Linked DNA regions of Mus musculus: regions 1, 2 and 3 are each linked to region 4. The links are chromatin contacts, called in public HiChIP or PLAC-seq maps. All regions are on one chromosome and are shown on one strand. Each heading gives the region's core, a stretch centred on a gene start, on an enhancer-like site or on the middle of the called end of the contact. The rest is flanking DNA. Distances are from core to core; before and after follow the strand shown.

The links. HiChIP or PLAC-seq counts read pairs in DNA pulled down with a chosen protein or histone mark.
Region 1: a contact with region 4 is called in an H3K27ac HiChIP or PLAC-seq map of embryonic stem cells, with 2.4 times the contacts expected there. The contact joins the promoter of 5330411J11Rik here to the promoter of Pkp4 in region 4. A contact is called at or near these places in 2 of 39 promoter capture datasets (hippocampal neurons and liver), 1 of 484 Hi-C or Micro-C datasets (embryonic stem cells), 12 of 115 datasets of contacts at active chromatin or transcription factors (the 230-238 cell line, CD8 T cells, embryonic forebrain and 4 more) and 3 of 9 other capture datasets (embryonic stem cells, liver and macrophages).
Region 2: a contact with region 4 is called in an H3K4me3 HiChIP or PLAC-seq map of bone marrow-derived macrophages, with 3 times the contacts expected there. The contact joins the enhancer-like site here to the promoter of Pkp4 in region 4. A contact is called at or near these places in 1 of 39 promoter capture datasets (liver), 2 of 484 Hi-C or Micro-C datasets (Sertoli cells and bone marrow-derived macrophages), 2 of 115 datasets of contacts at active chromatin or transcription factors (bone marrow-derived macrophages and embryonic stem cells) and 3 of 9 other capture datasets (adipose tissue, liver and pancreatic islet).
Region 3: an H3K27ac HiChIP or PLAC-seq map of thymic regulatory T cells shows a contact between it and region 4, with 5 times the contacts expected there. The contact joins the enhancer-like site here to the promoter of Pkp4 in region 4. A contact is called at or near these places in 2 of 39 promoter capture datasets (hippocampal neurons and liver), 4 of 115 datasets of contacts at active chromatin or transcription factors (bone marrow-derived macrophages, memory CD8 T cells, neural progenitor cells and 1 more) and 1 of 9 other capture datasets (adipose tissue).

What each region holds. Positions count from the first base shown.
Region 1 is chr2:59,385,021-59,388,348 of GRCm38.p6, reverse strand. It overlaps 5330411J11Rik (RIKEN cDNA 5330411J11 gene), which reads left to right and starts at 1,667. Exons shown (of 3, transcript NR_040510.1): 1 at 1,667-1,725.
Region 2 is chr2:58,976,696-58,979,644 of GRCm38.p6, reverse strand. The region is part of intron 10 of Ccdc148 (coiled-coil domain containing 148); the gene reads left to right. Among named protein-coding and RNA genes, the nearest start is that of Ccdc148, 180 kb to the left of the region's middle. Within about 2 kb of position 1,289, at least 6 of the 459 cell types and tissues checked have an H3K27ac peak or open chromatin away from gene starts, as enhancers often do. A contact at or near this core is called in bone marrow-derived macrophages, where this site is marked.
Region 3 is chr2:58,905,720-58,909,091 of GRCm38.p6, reverse strand. Ccdc148 (coiled-coil domain containing 148) reads left to right here. Exons shown (of 15, transcript NM_001372501.1): 12 at 2,619-2,737. Among named protein-coding and RNA genes, the nearest start is that of Upp2, 150 kb to the right of the region's middle. Within about 2 kb of position 1,746, at least 45 of the 459 cell types and tissues checked have an H3K27ac peak or open chromatin away from gene starts, as enhancers often do. A contact at or near this core is called in memory CD8 T cells and thymic regulatory T cells, where this site is marked.
Region 4 is chr2:59,159,326-59,162,238 of GRCm38.p6, reverse strand. Pkp4 (plakophilin 4) reads right to left here and starts at 1,389. Exons shown (of 22, transcript NM_026361.2): 1 at 1,111-1,389. It overlaps Ccdc148 (coiled-coil domain containing 148), which reads left to right and starts at 1,556. Exons shown (of 15, transcript NM_001372501.1): 1 at 1,556-1,892.

The sequences.
Region 1 (3,328 bases), core at 418-2,917, 230 kb before region 4:
CCTCCTCCTCCTTCACCTCCTCCATCTCCTCCTCCTACAACCTCTTCCTCCTCCCCTCCCCCTCCCTCCCCCTTTCTTTGTCTCATTATTGTTGTGCTGTTGCTCCTTTCTTATTTGACCCATAATCTTGTAGATTCTGCTCGGGATTATCACACATTTTCCAGTTCTTATAGGCATTTCATCAAATTTACTTGATTTTTTTTTCCTTCAGCTATGTTTATCCAAAGCATTTTCATTTCCATTACAGTCTGATTTCTAAATCTCGGGTCTATTTTATTCTTTAGAACTGTCATCTGTCTGCCCACTTTGTCCACCTACTATGTGCCAGCTAGCTTCCTCGTCAGGAGCTTTACTATGTCAGTCAGAGTCCCTTTAGATTCCTGGTCTGACTCAATGAGCTAGGCTCAGCTGCTTCCTTGGTCTTCTTTAGCTGGGCTTTTTGCTCTTAGTCTGCCTTGTAATGTTTGGTTAGAAAGCTAGACACAAAGCACTAGGTAGAAAAGACATGAACTGTCTAATGAGATAGATGGGCAGGGGGCGGGGAGATAGGAGATATGGTTACTCTTAACCTCTTTCTGAGCCAATGCCTCTGGGCTTGACCTTCCCAAGCGCTTCTCAGTAACCTGCCTCCCCACACACTTTGGTGGGTCAGAACCTAGGGAAAGATCACCCTGTTAGATATCGCCTTTCTCCCTTGGCAGAGCTGGAGTTGACTGTTGGGGTCATCAGAGGTCCAAAGGGCTGTTCGTGATGGATATGGTCTTGCTGTTTCTTTAGGTCTCTGTTTCACGGGCCACGTGACAAACAAGTGGGCGGGGCGGTGGTGGCACACGCCTCTAATCCCAGCACTCGGGAGGCAGAGGCAGGTGGATTTCTGAGTGCGAGGCCAGCCTGGTCTACAGAGTGAGTTCCAGGTCAGCCAGGGCAACCTTGTCTCGAAAAACCAAAACCAAAACCAAAACCAACCAACCAAACAAACAAACAACCCAAGCGACTTGGATTCTTCCTCTGGACAGCTGCCACCAGGGGTTCTGAAGAGAAAACCTCTTGAAAGGGTAGGAAGACTTTGTAGAGCCTGAAGCCACTAGGCTCTTTCCCACCCCCACCCCCACCCCCACCCCCACCCCCAGGAAACTTGCTGCCATTCTGTTTTCCACGGGGGATAGACTTGGGAACAGGCTCCAGTCCCTTGCACACTCTTTCACTGTCGGGGAAGATATTTGCCGTGAGCTTCAAAGCAAGACAATCTCGCAAGAGAAGCAAATGAACAGCCTGTGCCATCTTGGGGGAAACATGCCTAGGGATGTTTTGACATGCTTAATCCTCCTGAGTTGCCGTGGCTCTTTCAACGGTACTTTAATTTGGTTTCCCTAAGAACACAGTCTTGCAGAAAATTTAATTTAGACAAAGATAATCTAGGTGCTAACTCTGAATACACTGTGCTCAGGAACAACATAGAGGCGAGGGGTAAGGCAGAGCTTCATACCCAGGTGGCTTCCTGGCTGGCGTTGTCAAATCTTATAAGTCAAGGTTTCCTTATCCCTAAATTAGGGAGAACATCAGCCACTTCCTTGGGCAAAGGCATATAAATGATGCAAGAAACTGCGGCAAGGCAGAGGATTAATTAAAGCTGCTAGCATCTAGTTTCTTTCCCTCCTATGGGGCTGTTTTTCTAACATGGAGATCCAAAGAGAGACAGGGGGAAAAGGAACAAGGAATTATACGGTGAGACATCCTTTCTCCTTCCCAGGTTCAATTCTTTATTGTCTGACAAGCCACCGCACAAGCTGTGCTGCAAAACCTCTTCTGATCCCTACCAGCCAAGGATTAAGTAGGTCATGTTAGGTATGCCTGGTCCCTGCTCCGTGATGTCCGAGCCACAAACTAGAAGGCTTGGAGGCTAAAGGTGAAGTTAACTGAAGGTTTCTCCATGCACACATTTTGAGCTTTGGGTTGCGATTGCTTGAACGAAGGGTAAGAGGCTTGTGGTCATTTCTCCCTTCCCGTGCTCTCAATGGTCCTTCCCTTGGTCTCTCTGACATGATGACCTCAGACTGTGTGAGCTCCTGCCACCATGCCCCTGTGAACTGAGCAGAAAGCCATTTGTGACCATGTGACTTCTCCTTTTGACAGAGGTCCTACAAGCTCACCCAGGTTCAAGGGATGGAAATACGGTGTTTACCTTTCAGTGGGAGGTCTACGTGAGTTGGTGGCCTTGATCTGAATTACAGCTACCACCGAGGTCATCATGGGGGCCTCATAGCTGTAATCTTAACACAGAGGAGGCAGGAGGGTGGCAAGTTTGAGGCCAGGCTTGGCTATATAACAAGAGCACACCTCAGAATAATGGCCACCAAGAAAAGAAAACATCACCACCAAGAAAACAACAGAATACTGCCTCTAAAAATCCTGCCTCAGGCACCATGGACTCTGGCAGACCCTGATATTCTAGTTTCATTCGAGTACTTTCTGAGGGGAAAGGGACTGTATAGGAGAAACTTGGGAGAGAAGGTCAAACCGTCTGGAATCTAAACTCACCAACAGAGAGCTGGAAGGGTAGGGCTCACCTCTGTTGCTCTTGCTTCCCTGAAGAGATGCTTTGGGGACTTAGGGGTCAGGAATGGACAGAATAGACAGTAGGTTTTGTATTTCAAAACATCCATTGTCACCACTCCTAGCCCAGAGGCCATTCCTTCCTAGGGTGTGGTGGGCTGAAAATTCACACATAACTTCAGAGGGATTTTTGGTTTGTTTGGTTTTGGTATAAGGTTTTCTTTTCTTTGTAACTATTTTGTTGTATTTGTGTAAGGTATTAGGATTTTTATAATTAGTGAGAGATCCTGAAATGAAATCATGTCATACTTGTAGATATTCCAGATCTGGCAATGGGTTTCCATAGGAACAAAAGGTAAAATCAGCAGGGGGGGGGAGGGGCACTTTCCTAGCCTGTGGCAGGAGGTCCTGGGGACCATCCCCCACGCTGTGGAAAGGAGAGAAGCAGGTATTGATTTTCAGTGCCGTAAGCCAAAGAAAACCTAGAGCCACTAAATTTGTTGGAGACAAGAAAGGGGCCTCTCTTAGGCCCTTAACAGGACTGTGGCCTGGTGGCACTGCTGGGTTCTGAGGCTATAAGAGATAGATTTCCACCTCAATTCACCTAGCAGATTATGACTACCCTAGATTCCGATGCGCTGGGCACATGCAGGAACTTCCTTGACAGGAGCTTCAAGCCCACACAAGCATTAGAGGAAAAGATGGTCACTGTGGCCAGGTCACCAATGCTTTTTGGGGCCTGATAATTTTTTTTCCTGGCATGTAGGATGGTCAA
Region 2 (2,949 bases), core at 40-2,539, 180 kb after region 4:
TGTAAATGACTTGTGCTAAGGTACAACGTGATATAGTCATCTTGGTTTCCTGCTAAGTCATTTAGGAGGATCACGAGGGCACAACAAATAAGACAGTTCATTCTCTTAGTAGGGGAAAAAAAAAGCCTGGCAGACATAGTATAGTGAGTAATATATCTAAAAACAAATGCTTGTTTGAAAACATGGAGGAAACATGTTTGATCGGCTTTTTTTTTTTTTTTTTTTTTTTTTTTTTTTAAAAGTAGGAAGATCTTTTCACACTGCTTAAGTTTGGAACGTAAAAAAGTACAAGTTGTCTCTAGACTGATCTACCCCAGATCTACCCCAGGCTGTTGAGCCTGTACTTGTTTCTCATCCTTGGTGGCTGATAGGGAACACAGTGGCAGGGGCGGGTGTCGGGGGGAGTGGGGGGGGGGGCGAGGACGGGGACTGGGCCGGGGTCGAGGATCGAGGAGGGGGAGCGGAGGGGCGGGGACAGGGGCGAGGACAGTCTGTGCACTCCTACACTTCCTCTGTTCACTTTGTGAGCATTGCCATTAGCCTCTGAACTGTGCAGGGTGCAGTATGTTGCACTGTGTGCTGCCAGGCACTTAAGTGAGCTGTAGAATGAAATTCACTTATTAGACCCTATGTAAGCACTGAGCTAAGAGACACGACATATAAAACAAATTTCTGTGGCTCAGAGGCTGGCTCACGGCCTTTTTAGTAACGACTGCCCTCCTCACCCTAGGCACCCTCCAGACACCACCACTGTGGGTGTCTTCTGTCTACCACAAACTGTATCTACATCAAATCATTGAGTACACAGCCTTTAGCCTTCTTAGGTTCATCATCTCTGCTTGAACCTTATTTCGTGTGGAAACAAATTTTTGATGTTGTATAGCATTTCATTTGATAACAACACAATTTATACGGTTTCCTGAATTTTGCTATTCGGAACATAATGGGATACGCCTTCCTGAATGGATGTGCTGATTCCTATTGGGTCCTTAGGAGCAGAGTGGGCGGATCAGAAGGTTTGAGTGGCGTAGCTTGAGTAAATAATGCTCAGATGGTTTCCCCAAGTGGCTATCCAGATTTTCAGCCCACATCCTTCACATCATGTTCTCAGTACCGCAGCCTCTCTAGCCTTAGCTCGGTGACTAAGGAGCGGGGACTAGTTGTGATTTTCACATGCATTTAAAATAATGGCGGGGAATCTTTATTCATTATCTAGCTAGTGAACCTTCTACTCAAGTCTTGCCCGATTCTCTCATGGGTTTCCTGACTTCCTCTTCCTCACTGTATGTTTTTTACATGTTCTCTCTACAAGTTCTCTTTTTATCTTCTCTCAACCCGTGGCTCGTCTCTTTTAGCGGTGTTCTTGCATAAGAAAAACATTTTTTTAAAAATTATTCTTCTCTGTTTCTACTTCCCCATTCCCCCAGCCTCCCTCACCCACTCCCACTCTCTCCACCTCTCCCCAAGATCCACCCATTCCTCCTCCCCCCAGAGAAGAGCAGGCCTCCCAGGAACATTGAACAAACGTGGCATAACAAGCTACAAAACAACAAACAAATAAACACAAACAAACAACCCCCAACCCCAAACAACAACAACAACAACAAAAACCCACAGGTGCCACCCATTGCATCAAGGCTGGACAAGGTAACTCAATGGGAGGAGAAGGGTCCCATAAGTAAGAGTCAGGACAGCCCCTCCCCACCAACTCCCCTAACACCGCTTCAAGGGTTTCTCAGCCATTTGTGATTCCTCTGTTGAGAATTCTGTTTAGGTCTCTACCCCATTTTAAAATTAAATCATTTAGTTTGTTGGTATCTAGTTTTTTGAGTTATTTATATATTTTGGATATTAGCCCTCTGTGAGATATAGGGTTGGTGAAAATTTTAGTCTTTTCCCAGTCCATAGGCTGCTCTTTTGTCCTATTGACTGTGTCCTTTGACTTAGAAAAGCTTTTCAGTTTCATGATGTCCCATTCATTAATTGCTTTTTTCTTTTCTTTTCTTTTCTTTCCTTTTTCTTTCTTTCTTTCTTTCTTTCTTTTTTTTTTTCTGGTTTTTCGAGACAGGGTTTCTCTGTGAAGTCATGGCTGTCCTAGAATTCACTCTGTAGAACAGGCTGGCCTCGAACTCAGAAATCCACCTGCCTCTGCCTCCCAAATGCTGAGATTAAAGGCGTGCGCCACCACTGCCTGGCCTCATTAAATGTTGATCTTAGTGCCTGTACTATTGGTGTTCTATTCAGGAAGTAGTCTCCTATGCCAATGTGTTTCAACATGCTCAGGCTCAGTGTATCTGGTTTTATGCTGAGATCTTTGATGCACTTGGATGTGAGTTTTGTGCAGGGTGATAGATATGGATCTATTTGCATTCTTCTACATGTAAATCCACTTAGACCTGCACCATTTCTTGAGGATGCTTCCATTTTTCCATTGTATATTTCTGGCTTCTTTATCAAAAATCAGGTGTCCTCAGATTTACATCTGGGTCTTTGATTCAATTCCATTGATCAATGTGTCTGTTTTTTGACAATACTCTGTGTTTTTTATTACTACAGCTTTGTAGTCCAGCTTGATCAGGGATGGTGCTAGCTCTGAAATTCCTTTTACTGTTCAGGAGTGTTTTTAGCTACCCTGGGTTTTTGTTTTTCCATATGAAATTGAATATTCTTCTTTCAAGGTCTGTAAAGAATTGTGTTGGAATTTTGATGGGGATTGTATTGAATCTGTAGATTGCTTTTGGTTAAATGGCCATTTTTACTGTTTATCCTACTGATCCATGAGCATGGGAGCTCTTTCTATCTTGTGATATCTTCTTCAAAGACTGTAAGTTTCTATCATACAGGTCTTTCATTTGCTTGGTTAGAGTTACCCCAGGATATTTTATATTATCTGTGGCTATTGTGAAGGGTGTTGTTTCCCTGATTTTTTTCTCAGCCTGTTTGTCATCT
Region 3 (3,372 bases), core at 497-2,996, 250 kb after region 4:
GTAGTATAGGAGCTGTAAAGGGGGAAAGCAATACATAGTCTCAGACGCTTTGCTGTTACCATCTTGGTGGTTTCAGGAAAGGCTTTCTTCATGTGTTTAATTGTATTTCAGAGAAGGAAGCAGCACAAAGTGAACAGAGGGGTAATGAAGAGAAGCACAGGGGGAGGAGTAGGGAGATTTAAGGATGGAGAACTACCCCTGGATAAGGGTCTTTTAGTGTCTCTAGACCATGCACATATGACCACTGAGGGGGGGACAGCCCTTCCTCTCCTTGGTGGGACTTTAAGGAAGGTTAGAGCTTTTGTGTCCCCTGTGAAAAATGTGTTCCCTCCATGCCTCTCCGTGTCTATTGGGAGCTATTGACCAGGAATTAATTTTTAAAAGATAATTTTCACTGAAGGTCTCACGGAAGCCATGGATTTAGTACCTGTTCACACAATTGTATCATTAATCAAATGGTTATTAAGTGCACACACTGTTCTAGAAGACATTCAGAAACGCCAAGATTGGTAAATCACGTGCTTTGCAATCTAGTGGGGCAGAGAAGGGATTTACTAACTAGCAAAGCATCATGTTCAGGGCCAAACTAACCAGTGTACAAAGCCAAAAGCCAGAGGATGAAGATGGAGAGGGGCCAATTCTGGCCAAAGAGCCTATTGCTATATAATTTAAGATTTTATGGGTAGAATGCTAATGATAATCAAATCCTGAAGGAGGAGATAATTCTTTGTAAAAGTCTTGAAAATATTAGAGTAACAGGTTGAAAGGCAGTTTCGATGTCGGCAGAGGTAGCCTGGAGGGCTTTGTGACTCGGGTGTCTGAATTCTCGACCAGATCTGGGGGTGACCCGGAAGTCCACAGATAGCACTGACCAGAACAGGTAAAGGGTGCTATATTCAGTGAGTATCTCTTTTTCCTGTGATTTCAGTTATAGCGAGGACGAGGTCCTCTGAAGTCTGAAGCTTTGAGGAACCTTTCAGATCATGGCCCTGAGGTTTCTCAAGGCCCCACTCAGGCTTAACACTGTAAATGACTGCCTTGGAGGAAGAAAGCAGAGATGGAAAGAGATCATAGTCTTTGATCTGCATAAGGCAACATAAGTAATGGCAGAGGCGAGCAGGCATCAGCAGCCAGTCTTCAGAAGGAGCTCTGCTCTTCCTTCTAGGCCAGCACCAAGAGTGAGCGTCTATTATTGGGCTGGAATGACCTAGGAGAAAGTTGTCTTTCATATATATGCCTTTTAAAGCTTAATTTTGAAGTAGCAGTACCACTGTGATAATGAAAGACATATTTATTGCCAAAAAACCTGTAAGAGAATGCAGAAAAGTATAAAGATGACTTATGCCCGATGAAGATAGTCTGTTATCCTGCCTGGCACTTAGGGATTGCTGGCATTTATCACGTGAACTGCTCTCCCCCCCCCCTCTCTCTGTGTGTGTGTGTGTGTGTGTGTGTCTGTCTCTGACTTTCTGTCTTTCTCTGTTTCTTTCTCTCTCTATCTTTGTTGTAGGTTTCTTTCTGGTTTTTTTTTTTTTTTTCTGTTCTCTTTAAACTCTACCTTTAGTCATGCGGAGTGGGTTTCACCTTCCACTGTGCTGAGCCTTGAGCTGCTGTTCCCCTTCGGCTGCATCACTGCTCTGCCCGTGCTCCAGAGGATCCTCGGCTGCCTCTTGAGAGGCTCCTAGCGATCAGACAACATCGTGCTCAGGACAGCCAGGAAATCACTTAGCTTTTCCTGTCTAAACTTTCAGAAGAGGAAATGCCACACTGGAGGTTTGGCTAGGCAGCCCCTACAGACTGTTGCCTGTCAGCACTGAGGAGGTGCCGTTCTGTCTTTTCCTAGCAAGAGCCAGTGTCTCACGACAGGAACGTGGCAACCTAGAGTAGTGGAACGGCTTCTACTAACTTGGGTTGCCTAAGCACACTGTGGAACCCTGACATGGAAATAATGCTTATTTGCTTCCATTGAGAGAAGTAAAGCCAGCCCAGGAAGAACAATGCCTTCCATCTTTGTCAACCTGATAAGCGTGACCTTTATTTTACCACATAGGTCGAGACTACTCTTTACCACAACCGTGTTAATTCGTACTTCCCCTCCTTCCTCCCACCCATCTCCTGCCACTTCCTCCAGGGGCATAACGCTTTCAACATCCTGCTATCCATTAGCATAAATAAACCCATGCTTTTAAGGTAAAAATAGTCTTAATGCCATATTTGTTAAAGACTGCATTACCATAAGAGGATAAAAATACCCCTGGGTAACAGGTAGGTTATATTCTTCAGAGGCAGTAACATGCTTTTACGGTGGTTCCCTGAAAGTCAATTATTTCAGCCATAGATTAAAATCGAGGTCTCAGCATAGGGTACATTTCCACTTCAGAAAGGGCTAAGCCAAGCACTTTCCAGAGACTTGCATCTTTGTGTTTTTAATTTTTTTTTGTTGCGAATATTTTATAGGTAGTTCTAAAGCACACACACACACACACACACACACACAAAGATGAAATGCCATTGCAATCTGATCTTTGCTGTCTGAGCAACTGGATACTGTTGTTGTCTTGTGTCTCGCCCCCATTATCTGTTGTTAATTTAAATTTGGTGTAACATTCATGCACTAGATAAGAAAATACTGGGCTATGAAACAGCAGAAGTGGCAAGAAATGGAAAAGAGAGATCTCCGGCGTCTGGAAGAGCTGAAGAAGTTAATGGCAGAACAGTCAGTGAAAGACAGAGAAAGGTAAGGGAGGGGTTTTAGTCCGTGACAGTGAGCTGGGGAAGCGTTGTCTGCAATGTCAGGGTGAGCTATATCAGAGGGAGGATCTGTCGCACCGAGTGTTCCCATTCAATATTTATACCTATGAATGAAAGAAGTGGTTTTTTATAATGTAGTTTATACTCTCACTTTCATACTTAAACCCCCACTTTCCCATGTTGTTCCACTGATTTCCTCCTAGTTTAAGATCTCCCAGAGGATTTGATGGCAACTGGTTGCCCACTGTGTGCATGAGGTAATACTGGTGGCTGCTGTGACTTAATATGTTGACCCAGGAGGAGGAAGCCATTATTTTAATAAGAAAAGGGTCCATTTGCTGTGACTGAGGCTGGGGGACAATCCACAATTATAGAGAGCAGTGTGGATGTCCTGATGAACAGTTCTTAGAATTCCCTGCAATTATGTAACCGCAGAGCCGAGAAGGGCATTTGGGATAATGAGCTTGACCTTCTTAGTTTATGAGTTCCACTAAGAGATTAAAACAATGTTTTTAAAGATGACTGTATCTGGGCCCAAAAGAAAACAGTAAAAATTGTAGTAATCTGAAAGGGAAATTCTAAATTAGAGAGCTATATTCTCTAATAGGAAACTCCTGTTAT
Region 4 (2,913 bases), core at 140-2,639:
AAAAAAAAAAAAAAAAACCACGCACTATCCAAATCTTGCAAAAGCAAACTTGCCAAGAGCCTTCTGCAACGATCAATAATAACCTTGGGTACACTGACACCTAAATTCACGGTCCTGGAGACCAATGCAGCAAAAAATCCAGAACCATAGGCTGGAGCCCCAAGAAAACTACCGCGCTTCCCTCTCCACCGCCCTCTGCCGCAGGGAGAGAAGCGGAGGCAGGAGAGTGAACGAGGCTTACCAGCTCTGAAGATGCGCCGTGACCTCTGGCTACGCGGCGAGATCAGGGCCGGGAAGGCGCTAGTGCGGCCGCGGCCCGTGCGGACTCTGTCCCTGGTGCATTCCTTGCATTCCAGCACAATCTGTCGCCAGCCTACAAGCTGGCAGCGCGCGTCGCCCGTTGGACGCACACACCTGCCTATCGCGGCGCCCGGAGCAACCGCGGCGCCTCCGCTGCCCGCGCTCGCCGGGTGTCGCACTCAGTCACTATGCCGCCAAAACCCGGTCCCGCCGCTCGCCCTCTCGTTTCCCAAGGAGTAAGAGGGGACAGGGACCCACGACCCTCCGTTGGGTGCAGCTGCTCGCTCTAACTCCTGGCAGCGCGAGGAGGCAGTGCGGCGCGGGAGGGCAGCCTGGAGCCTTAAGGCTGGGGCGCCCGCTAGGGAGGAGCGTGCGGTTTGCAGCTGCAAGCTGGGAGCCCTGGACCCTCCGGGCGGTCGTCACGGGCACCAGCGCTGCTCTGGGGGCCCGGGCGACACGCCGGGCGAGCGTGGGAGGCACGGCTGGCGGTTGCTTCGGTGGAGCGAGGGACGGACACACAGACGGCCGGTCCCGGGCACGACGGCGCGCGGGAGCCTCGGGGCTCAAGTTCGAGAAGCGGTGGCGCGGTGCGGGAGGAAAAGCGGCCGCGCCGAGCTGTGCGGGGCAAAGTTGTGCGCCGCCGGGGGGAGGGGAGAGGCGGGCGGGATGGCGGAGCACGCGGCGGGGACCGAGAGATCCGAGCCAGGGAGCCGCGGGGGGCGCCTGGCCGCCGCCAGGTCCCGGCTCGACGCGCTCTGGGCAGCTAGCACCCCAGAGCCCCGAGCCCTCCCGCCAGCCCCGCGCACTTACTTTCCAGCTCAGGCGGAGGCCGTCGTCGCTCCAGGGACCAGGGACATCCACGCCGAAGGGTCGCCGCTGCGGCACCGGAGCAAACTGGCCGAAGTGCGGCAGCCTCGCCGCTGCCCTCCCCTCCCTCCCCTCCCGCCCCCTCCCCCGAAGAGGCTCTCCCACCACCCCGGTGGCGGCGGCAGCTCGCCTCTACCCCGTGCCCATAGTGCCGCCGCCGCGGCCGGCGTCCACGCGCACTCAGCCCCGGAGCCCTCTAGACTGCTCAGAGGCCGCCGCCCCGCCGCCAGCCCGCCCGCCCGCCCGGCCAGTCCCGGCACCCGGGAACGTCAGCACGCTGCCGTCCCCAGACAGGCTCCGCGCCCGCCCCATTGGGCGGAAGGAGAGGGCCGGCCCTCCCCATTGGCCCGGCCCTCATATTGAACGAGCCAATGGGAGCTGCGGTTTCAGGTCGCCATGGAGACCGATGCTGTTAAGAGCTAGAGGGCCAGGAGAAGGTGGGGAGTGAAGATGAAGGTGTCTGTAGCCTCCGGCGCGGGAGGGGGTGGGGGGAAGGAGTATTAGGGGATTCCCGGGAGAGGGCTCTGAAATCGGGCGGGTCTTGCTTTTGAGTATTGCCAAGACTCTGCATGGTAGGGCTTGTCCCCAGCGTCAAAGGCAGAAACAACTGAGCCCCCGGACTTCTACTTTACATTGAAAGCTCAGGAGTGGGCGTTTCATTTTTCCTGCATCTGGGGAGCATGCGAGGCTATATGCATTTTGACCTTTGAGATCTGTGCAGCCCGGTGAGTTTCCACTCCATTCCTTAAATCTCTGCTTCTTCCTGACGTCACAGGGTCACTTGAATTCTTTCTCCAACCACTCCCCCTTCCCTGAGTCTACATTTCCTCTGATTTTTGGTTCTTCCAGCCTATAACCCCTCCCAACGAAAACAGGATTTCTTGCACGTGGTATTTTGGTAAGGAAACTGAGTGGGGTTGTACTAAAGGACCAGCCCGCAACAGAATGAGTTCTCTGCTTCCCAAAACAGCAAGTCTGATCTCTCCTCCGCCCCTCCCTCTTGGACTATGTGCTTTCTGTGCTGAGCTTGGCAGGTGCATGCTCTTCCCAGTTTGTCTGAGGCTGGAGAAGTGCCAGAATTCATCCCAATGATTTCTCAAAAAGAAAAAAATAGATTACAAATGATGGATTTTTGCTTTCTGGCAGTTTTCCAGATTAATACTAAAATCGGTAAGGAAATGATGAATTGGGACAGGGGAGCATTCGCACCCAAATCTTGACCTTTAATAATGAGTGCTCTACTTTCATTTTAAATCATTTTGTGCTAGTTTGCTCGTGCTAATTATTTTTGATGAGTGATGTTCATAATTAGATGGTAGCTATTAATCTGGAACTTTTACACATGATATTGCTTCATAACATATTTTAAAAATAGTACCACTCTAGCATATAGCCACCGATGTATTCATGTTTCTTCTTTTGGTGGCTTTGTTATTTTCATAATATCCTCTTTAGTAAAAAGAAAAAAATATTATACTATCTCCCTTCACAATAAGGGATATTAATTTTCCTTGTTATATTTTGTGGGGAAAGCTGATAGGAATTTTACATTACAAATATTTTGTTGTGAGAAGCAGATTATTGTGTATGCAAGCTCTATATATCTAATTTACATTCTGAATTTTAATTGGGTGGCATGTTTTGGCTTTTATGCTATAAAATATAGCCTAAGAAATGTTAATATGGCAACTTGCTTGGAAAATGAATCTCCTTGGTACTTATTGTAAACTTGATTTTAATTGACAG